3 separate regions of the Gossypium hirsutum genome follow, and regions 1 and 3 are each linked to region 2. Evidence: chromatin contacts called from public Hi-C data. All regions are on one chromosome and are shown on one strand. The core of a region is the stretch at or near the end of the contact, and the rest is flanking DNA. Distances in the headings are between cores, read along the strand shown.

Region 1 (3,030 bases), core at 152-2,651, 300 kb after region 2:
TTATATATAATGTATAAAGATAAATTTAACCCTCTATCTTTATACATTTATTTAATTTAACCTCTATTCTTTTATTGAAAGTAAATTATTTTTTAAAACTAATAGGACAAAAAAATCAAAAAAGCATTAATAAAAAATTAAAAAGAAATCATTTAAACCTTTTAAAATTTATAAATTATTAAAAATCATAAAGAAAATTTATAAAAAAATTATAAAAAATTAAAATTATTAAAAAATAACAATATCCAACCTTTAAATTTTAATGGTCATAACATTATTTTTAATTTTTAACAATTAAATTTTAATGGTCATAAGATTTTAATATCCAACTATTAAATTTTAATGTTCATAAGATTTTCAACACCCAGTATTGTTAATTTTTAATAAAAAATTTATAATTATAATTTTTTTATAATTTTTTTAATAATTTTTAAAATTTAAAAGAGTTTAAATGATTTTTTTAATTTGTTGCTAAGGCCTCTTTTATTCTTTAGTTTTATTAGTTTTAATTTTTTTCTAATTTACTTCTAATAAAAGAGTAGGGGTCAAATTGAATAAATGTATAAAAGTTGAAGACTAAATTTATTCTTATATCTTATGTATAAACACCAAATTTAAATTTTAACGGATGGACTTGCTCACTCATCTAACTTAAATGTGTTAATTTGTTTTTTTTAATGAATGGACTAAAATGCAATCCAAAGTATATAGTAAAAGAGTTTTGTAAGACTTTTACTTTTTAAGGTGTCAAAGTCCTATTATTGATATTACCCAAATAAAAAAAAAACCTATTATTAATTATTTTGTTGGTAATATATTGGCATAATTACTTACGTGGCTCTCCAACTTTATAATAATAATAATAAGTCAATTTAGTCTTTCATTTAATTTTTCGCTCTTAAACTTGTATTTTTTTTAAATCACCTTAAAATAGATAGAAAAATTAAATTTTTTTAACTTTATTGACGTATACACGTAAATTTTCACGTGGATGATATACCAGTATTTAATTAATTTTTTAAAATTTTAAAAAATTTTAAAATTATAAATTATAAAAAATATTTTTAACACTTTTTAACATTTTAAAAAATTAATTAAATACTGACATGTCATCCATATGACAATCTGTATGTATGCCACTTCAATAAAATTAACAAACATTAATATTTCTATTATTTTTGAGTAATTTAACATAGAAATGTAAATTTAAAAGTTAAAAAAAACAAAATAAATAAATAAAATAATTTTTTTAATGTTATTGGGCAAAATTAATCATTAGTGATAATATATTATCTTTACAAAAGTGACCAATCTCAAAACTACAAATAAAAGAAATGTGACAAATTAAATAATATTTTAAAGTAAATTAAAAAGAAAAATGAGGTCACGGAAGAGTAGGATGGCGGGCGACGACCAGGTACTGTGCGATATGTGATAAATAGCAGATAAATCCACACGTGGCAACACAATCAAACACGTTCCTCTATTACTCAATTTGATCTTACGACAAAAGTTCAACTTTGTTTCCATCCAACGACCAAGATCGTGCCACCTAAGGATTCAGACCCACGCGGACTGTTCAAAAGACCTAAACTAGCTCACTCGCTTATGTGACTGCCCATACTTCGCTGTCTTACAGTATAAAATTGATTCTTCTACCAGCCGACTTTATTTGAAGAGTAGAAAAATAAAAAAATAAAAAAAAACATTGGAACTGCAAATCCATGGCGGAAAACATGAGCTTGGCAATCGATCCAAGGAGTGGCTTTTGCCGGTCCAATTCTACCTTCTACAGCAAGCGCAAACCCATTCCACTCCCCAAGAACGACTCCCTCGATGTCACCACATTTATCTCGGCTCGGGCGCACCACGGTAAAGTTGCCTTCATCGACGCCGCTACCGGCCGCCATCTCACCTTCTCGGAGCTTTGGAGGGCTGTTGATTCCGTCGCCACGTGTCTTTCCGACATGGGAATCCGGAAAGGCCATGTGGTTCTACTCCTTTCACCCAACTCCATCTTCTTCCCCATTGTTTGCCTCTCTGTTATGTCCCTGGGCGCTATCATAACGACCACCAACCCTCTCAACACGGCTAATGAAATCGGGAAACAAGTCGCCGATTCTAAGCCAGTTCTCGCCTTCACTATTCCTCAACTCCTCCCTAAATTAGCAGGCTCCACCATCCCGATCGTGCTTCTAGAAGATCACGTGAGCAGTCAGGCTGGGGAAGCGAAGATTGTAACAACTTTACATCAGATGATGAAGAGGGAACCGAGTGGGAGTCGAGTGAGGGACCAAGTCAACCAGGATGACACGGCGACTCTGCTTTATTCCTCTGGTACGACAGGTGCTAGCAAGGGAGTGGTTTCATCTCATAGAAATCTTATAGCCATGGTACAAACGGTTATAAACAGGTTCAGCATAGAAGTAGGAGAAAAGTTCATCTGCACGGTTCCTATGTTTCACATCTACGGCTTAGTAGCCTTTGCCACTGGGCTGTTGGCCTCTGGATCAACGGTCATAGTTTTATCGAAGTTCGAGATGCACGACATGCTATCAACCATCGAGAAGTACCGGGCAACCTACCTACCTCTGGTGCCACCAATTTTGGTGGCGATGGTAAACGCCGCCGATCAGATACGGAAGAAGTACGATCTGAGTTCGTTGCATTCGGCGTTGTCAGGTGGGGCACCGCTTAGTAAAGAAGTGATTGAGGGTTTTCTGGAGAAGTATCCGAATGTAAAGATTCTTCAAGGGTACGGCTTGACTGAGTCAACTGGGATTGGTGCGTCGACGGACTCATTGGAAGAGAGCCGAAAGTATGGTACGGCGGGGATGTTGTCGCCTAGCATGGAGGCTAAGGTTGTGGACCCGGATAGTGGTAAGGCTTTGAACGTGAACCAGACGGGTGAGCTTTGGCTTAGGGGCCCCTCCGTTATGAAAGGTATTATCCTAATTATTAATATCCTTTAAAGCCACTAAAACCAAGGGTTTGAATATTCTCTTACTTCCTATATACTTTGTGGACTTA
Region 2 (3,304 bases), core at 103-2,602:
AAATTTTATTAAACACATGTTTGATTCTTGGATATGTACTTTTTAATCTTTTTATTTAAAGATTAGATTAGAGTAAATAAAAATTATATAAAAGTATGAAAGGATTATATAAAAGTATAAAAAAACAAAAAGCATTATTATCATAATATAAGTTAGTTGTCATTTAAAAGAAAGCATGAAAGGACAAAAGCTCGATCAACCCATAATACTAAGTTAAAGGTCTTATAATAAGTATAGATATTATTTATAATAATAAATAATTGTCATTAAAATTTATCTTTCACTTAAAATAATTAATTATTTTAATTTTTAAAATTTTAAAATTAATTATTTTTAATTAATATCATTATGCAAGAAATTAAATATTTTTTCACTGAATAAAATAATGGGCGATAAAAATTATAATTATAAAAGTATCATGGAAGCCCCTATACTAGGAGTTAAATTACATTTAGCCTATTCTATTAAAAAATGGTCAAATTAACCTCTATACATTAGAGGAAAGTGCAAATTGATCATTCTATTAAAAATTCACCATTAAAAGATGACGTCGAAAATAATATCCAAGGTAAAATTAACTTTTATTTGAAAGAAAAAGCATAAAACCCAATGTAGTAAAAGTATCATGGAAGCCCCTATAGTAGGAATTAGATTGCATTTTCCCTCTCTATTAAAAATGAACAAATTAGTTCTCGTACGTTAGATAAAAAAAGAAAACTAGTCATTCTATTAAAATTTCACCAATTTCTACTGTCAAGCATTGATATGACTAGCTGAGCAACTAGAAAATGGCACATGAAGTGCCACGTGTATCTTATGCTATTGTGACAATATTTAAACAAATTTAAAAATCTAAAAAAAAAGTTTTTTATAATCATGATATCGACATGGTTTTTCAAATTATTATTAAAAATTATAAAAAATTTAGAAAATTATAGGAAAGTATTTAAAATGATAAGAAATTGTTAAAATTATTAAAAATTATTAAAAATAATGTTAAAAATGAACCTTAACAAATGGTTGTTTAAGGTAAGATGAACCTAGACAAACAATTATCTAGATTTATTTTGGAGTGGAAACTTAAATAATTATAAAAAAAATTATAAAAATTTATTTTTAAAAATTATTTATAAAAAATTTATATGAGGTAATTTAGAATAAAAATAAAATGCAATTCTAAAGAAGTCATCTAAAAATAAATATGATTAAATATAGACTTAAGAGTGAAGCAGAAATAGAAGCAGAGATGAAGACAAAAAGACCCTTGAATCAAATCAAATCAAGGACGGAAAAAGGACAATTCAATAGTATAATAGCTATAGACTAATAGTATATTATTGTAGCATACAATTGTTATTAAGGCGAGAAAAAAAAAATATAAGAAACATAGAAAGCAACGTCGAGAAAGGGACAGAAGGTTTTGTCAGTGCAGAAAGGGCTGAAAGAGGCCGACGGAAAAAGAGAGAGAAACAACGAAAGAAAGAAAGAAAGAGAAACCTGTCTCTCTTTCTTTCACACTCCTATGGTGTAAAACTCTCTCTCTCTCTCTCACACACAGTAGCCCACACGACGTCGTCCTCACCTTTCCTTTCTTCCTTCTTTCCTTCGAAACTTCCCAAACCCAAATAGCTTCTCCATTCCTTCCCTCTGCCATTAATTGAATAAACTCCAAACTATATAACTTTTAAAAAAAAAAAAGAGATTAAATAAATCAAAGAGGAAGAGGAATCTCTATGGTTATAATTTATAAATTAGTCGTCTGAGTCAACTCACCCCGAGTTATGGGCTGCTGCGAATCCACCTTTCTGAGAAGACCCGATTCACTGCACAAAACCAATCACCACCACCACCTCTACAACAACAATACCAACACCAACACCAATTGTGTCACTCAGACCAATAATGGCCCTTCCTCACTTTCCAATGCTGGAAAAGATTCCCTTGTCGGTGGGGCTGCGGGCTTCCCTGATTTCTCCGAGTTCTCCCTTGCTGAGCTCAAGGCTGCCACCAACAACTTCAGTTCCGATTTCATCGTCTCTGAATGCGGTGAAAAGGCCCCCAACGTGGTCTATAAAGGCCGCCTCCAAAACGACAATAATCGACGTTGGATCGCCATCAAGAAATTCACTAGATTAGCCTGGCCCGATCCTAAACAATTCGCCGTATGCTTTCTTTTTTTGTTGAACCATTTCCATTTTTAGGGTTTCCCTTCTTCTGATTTTCTTTTGTTTTTTTTATCTCTTTTTCTGTTTATCATTAAAGGATGAAGCTCGCGGTGTTGGAAACCTTAGACATAAGAGAGTGGCTAATTTGATTGGGTATTGCTGCGATGGCGACGAGAGATTGCTTGTTGCTGAATACATGCCGAATGATACCCTTGCAAAGCATTTATTTCACTGTATGGTTCCAATTTTTACTATCACTTTTTTTTTCCTGAACAAAAGTAAACTAAATATAATTAAATTTGAGTGCAATTATTATTTCCTCTGACCTAACTTGTTGGGTGTTTATTGATGTCTTCTGTTAAATTCTTGTTTCCAGCTAATGTCTCTGAACCAGTTAGATCCTGCATGATAATATCTTTAAGTTATCACCTTAAGTCATGCTTTTCAAGTAACATAAGTGAAAATGTAAAATCATATTGTGTTGCCATATTGTCTTCCTTTTAATGTTTCAGTTTTTGGCTTGAAAATAATTTCTGTTCTTTATTTGCTTGACAGGGGAGAACCAGACTATTGAGTGGGCTATGCGGTTGAGAGTTGCTTTATACATAGCTGAAGCATTAGATTATTGTAGCAGCGAAGGTCGTCCATTGTACCATGATTTGAATGCATATAGGGTTCTCTTTGATGAGGTATTGCAACAAAACTCTCTTTTTTTAGCTCTTTGTATTTGTTTTGTCGAGCTTATTAATAACCTTTTTAATGGTTTTTGCAGAATGGCGATCCTCGACTTTCATGTTTTGGTTTGATGAAGAACAGCAGGGATGGAAAAAGTTATAGTACAAATCTTGCATACACGCCTCCTGAGTATTTAAGAAATGGTATCAGCTTTTTAATTCTTCTTATTATTCAACTTCTCCCTCACTTAAGAGAAAGAAGACAATCTTGCTTTCCATTGTATGTATGTGTAAATCCAAAACTTATTCATTTGGTCAATTGTTTTCAAATGTTTAGATCTGAATTATCATTCATATTTTCTCCTAAGTTAGAGGGGAGGAGCCTTAATTTTATGCAAATCTACAAATATGGACTTTTTGCGAACACCTCCACTATGTGATCCTTTCCAAACTATGATCATGCGT
Region 3 (2,955 bases), core at 25-2,524, 370 kb after region 2:
AATGGGATATATTCTCAAAGTTCGGCTGGTGTTAGGGTCAAGCATACGAATACCATCTAAACCAATCTGACACCAAAAAGATTAAGCTATATTATGAGTCTAAAGTACTGGATGAATATAAGAACACATTTTTCTGCAATTAATGTCAATAGGAACAACAATATAAATAAACCATACAGAACTAGACACTTCCAATATGAACTAAAATGTTTTATTAACCATACAGAACTAACGAAACTCCAAATCATTTTAGCCATTCAGTTTAAATTCACACATAATTCATCATACTGAAATTGATGCCAGGAACTTCATCTTTCCAGACAAAAGTAAATCAATTTCAACCAATTCTAATTAAGAATTACCTGGCAAAGTACATCCATGGGGCCTTCTCCTCCACCTTCACTCAACAACTTAACCCGAAACTTCTGGACCCCACTCTTTACGGCTTCCAGGGTCTCCGCCTTAGGCACCGCCCTCACAATCTTACCAGAAGATGAACCTGACGAGTCCTTCCCAGAAGGGAAATTAATGGTCCGCCCATAATCGTCGAATTGGACCCAAGTCGATGATTTTGGTGCTGTGCCACGTGCTCCATAAGGCTCCACCTTTCCTCCTTCATAAGCATAAACCCCATCACCATATCCACCATCATCACCGAAGGGTGGATAGCTATCATATCGCTTACCATAGAGATCGGGTCCCATATCGTATCTGCTCTGGTTATAACGTGCTCCGAATTTGTCGTCGAAATAACTGCCACTGCTTTGATCCAATTTCATGGAATTATCGTAGGGGTTGTCATAAGCAGGAGGGACAGAGGATTGTGATGATCCTATTTGATTATATGGGGTTGAATAGTCTGGCGGAATAGGGTTGGGGTTGGAGTCTGGCGGAGGAGGTACATAGCTAGGATACTGATCATAAGGCTGGTAATAAGGTGGCCGGGAGACAGGTGAATCATAAGGCGGGAAAGAAGGGGCAGCGGGAGCCGACGTTGGCGAGATCGGATGCTGATTGAAAGACGGTTGCGAATACAGAGTAGGTGGCGGCGGAGGAGCATAAGAGGGATCAGGATTTTGGTAATCGGAAGGGGAAAAAGGCGGTGCTGATGCGTAAGGTGAGTGATGAAATTGGGATGGGTTGGAGGTGTTAGGGCTTGAAGGTTGATAATAGGAGGAGCTCAAATCTCCTTGTTGCATGGCTGATCTGCCCTGAATCCTGAATTTGATGCTAACTTCTAATACAATGCCGAATTTGATGGGTTATTATTCCGTCTTCTGAAAGCAAGTGTTAAATAATTTAAATATTATTGCCCTCTAGAATCCCATATTTGGATTGGAGCCCATAACTTTCCAAGCCTGCTGGGCTTCCATACCCTTTTATTTTTTCTTCATTTTTTTGAATTATATATTACAACTCTTTAAGAATACTACTACTTATATCATGTGCATTGCATGCGATGTGATAACTCTCATATTTAGAGTTATTTTAGTATAATTTTCATATTATTTTTAGAGTTAATTTTAACATTTAGGTTAGTTTTTATTACATTTTATAGTTTTTTAGATTATTTATTTTTTATTTTATTTTTGCTTGTTTTTATCATTTTTATAATTACTTCGGATTCATTTACTATTTTTCTTTCTTTATTTTTGGTCATAGATGAAGAATAAAAAACTTGGAGCAAAGAGCCAAAAGTGGTGAACAAAAATCTTTTACTCCACCAAATTTAATTCAATGTAGTGGAGCACGCTCTTGAAATTAGAAATTTTGGTAGCAAATAGTCCATTCCACTACAACTTCTTCATGCAATGAAGCGATGTGATTGAAGAACCAAAAAATAAGGGTGACTAGATTTAAGAGGAAAAAACAAAGAGGAAAAGAGGGAGAAACTTGAGGGGATAAAGAACAACTCTCTCGCATTAAGAGGAACTTCCAACTTGCAAAGACAAGAAGAAAAAGAGATCTAGAGCGCTTGGCATAAATTTTATAACTACTTTCTCTCTAGATTGTTTCTTTTTACTTTTTATTTATGCAAGTTTGTTTTAAATATTTTCTTGTGTAGTTTTTTCAACTCAATATGAACTAAACTTTATGTTCTTAGAATAATAATGAACCATATTTCTTAGTTAATTAAATTATTTTCTTTTTGATTATTTTGATCCTTGTTAATTATTTATTCATTCCAAGGCTTATTTAATTTGCTTGCCCAACCACCAAGTTGTATTAATTTGATAATCTTTATTTTTCTTGGAAGAGAAAATTAAGGTTGAGATCTAGACTTAATAGATTAGGATTAACTTTAGTAGTGTTGACGAACGAGTTAATTGGTCGCTAGGATGGGAATACAATTGATGCCTTAGTCAACCCAATAGGGTTTTTCTTAGTGATTTCACCCGACTTGTCTAGTATACGAATTTAGCTAGTGAGGAAGGGGGATTAATTTAGCTAGGTACTGGTAGAGTCTAGTTAATGTCATTGAATATTGGATTAGTAATTACATAGATTGAATAATTGAATGTGAGATATTTGATTAACTAGATTCGGTGAAGTTAAAGTTCTGAGTCTTTAAAATTGATTGAGAAATTTGGAAATTTTCATTGTTTTAGTTTATCAAATATTCATAATTTGCTTAGTTTAATTGAAATAGTAATCATGTAACAGGTAGATTTTAAATAGTGCCAGAAAAAGGTAGTTTGGGAACCCTATTTCTGTAAATCGAGTTTTTAAATATTAAATAAGAATATTTACGGAGTTGGTATAAAAACATATTAAAGTTTGGTCCCTCAATTTTGTCTATAGATTGTTTAATTTAGGTATAAAGACAAAATTATAAAAGTCTTATCGCTATAGATTTTTTATTGGCCAAAGACTTATGGACTTAAATTACAATTAGCCACAGGTCTAAAATGGTAATTAAACCATTTTGCAACATGAGTTAGTTGCATTTGATGA

What was found. Hi-C and Micro-C count contacts between places; a contact is called where the count stands out from the background.
Region 1: a contact with region 2 is called in a Hi-C map of leaf, with 2.4 times the contacts expected there. The contact joins the promoter of LOC107951336 here to the promoter of LOC107952050 in region 2. A contact is called at or near these places in 5 of 34 Hi-C or Micro-C datasets (all in leaf).
Region 3: a contact with region 2 is called in a Hi-C map of leaf, with 2.4 times the contacts expected there. The contact joins the promoter of LOC107951339 here to the promoter of LOC107952050 in region 2. A contact is called at or near these places in 3 of 34 Hi-C or Micro-C datasets (leaf and petal).

What each region holds. Positions count from the first base shown.
Region 1 is chrA02:31,243,766-31,246,795 of Gossypium_hirsutum_v2.1, reverse strand. LOC107951336 (4-coumarate--CoA ligase-like 5) reads left to right here and starts at 1,401. Exons shown (of 5, transcript XM_016886345.2): 1 at 1,401-2,943. The coding sequence starts at 1,725.
Region 2 is chrA02:31,540,925-31,544,228 of Gossypium_hirsutum_v2.1, reverse strand. LOC107952050 (serine/threonine-protein kinase BSK1) reads left to right here and starts at 1,352. Exons shown (of 9, transcript XM_016887287.2): 1 at 1,352-2,162; 2 at 2,263-2,398; 3 at 2,721-2,854; 4 at 2,938-3,043. The coding sequence starts at 1,782.
Region 3 is chrA02:31,173,330-31,176,284 of Gossypium_hirsutum_v2.1, reverse strand. It overlaps LOC107951339 (protein FREE1), which reads right to left and starts at 1,274. Exons shown (of 10, transcript XM_016886348.2): 1 at 363-1,274; 2 at 1-66. The coding sequence starts at 1,199.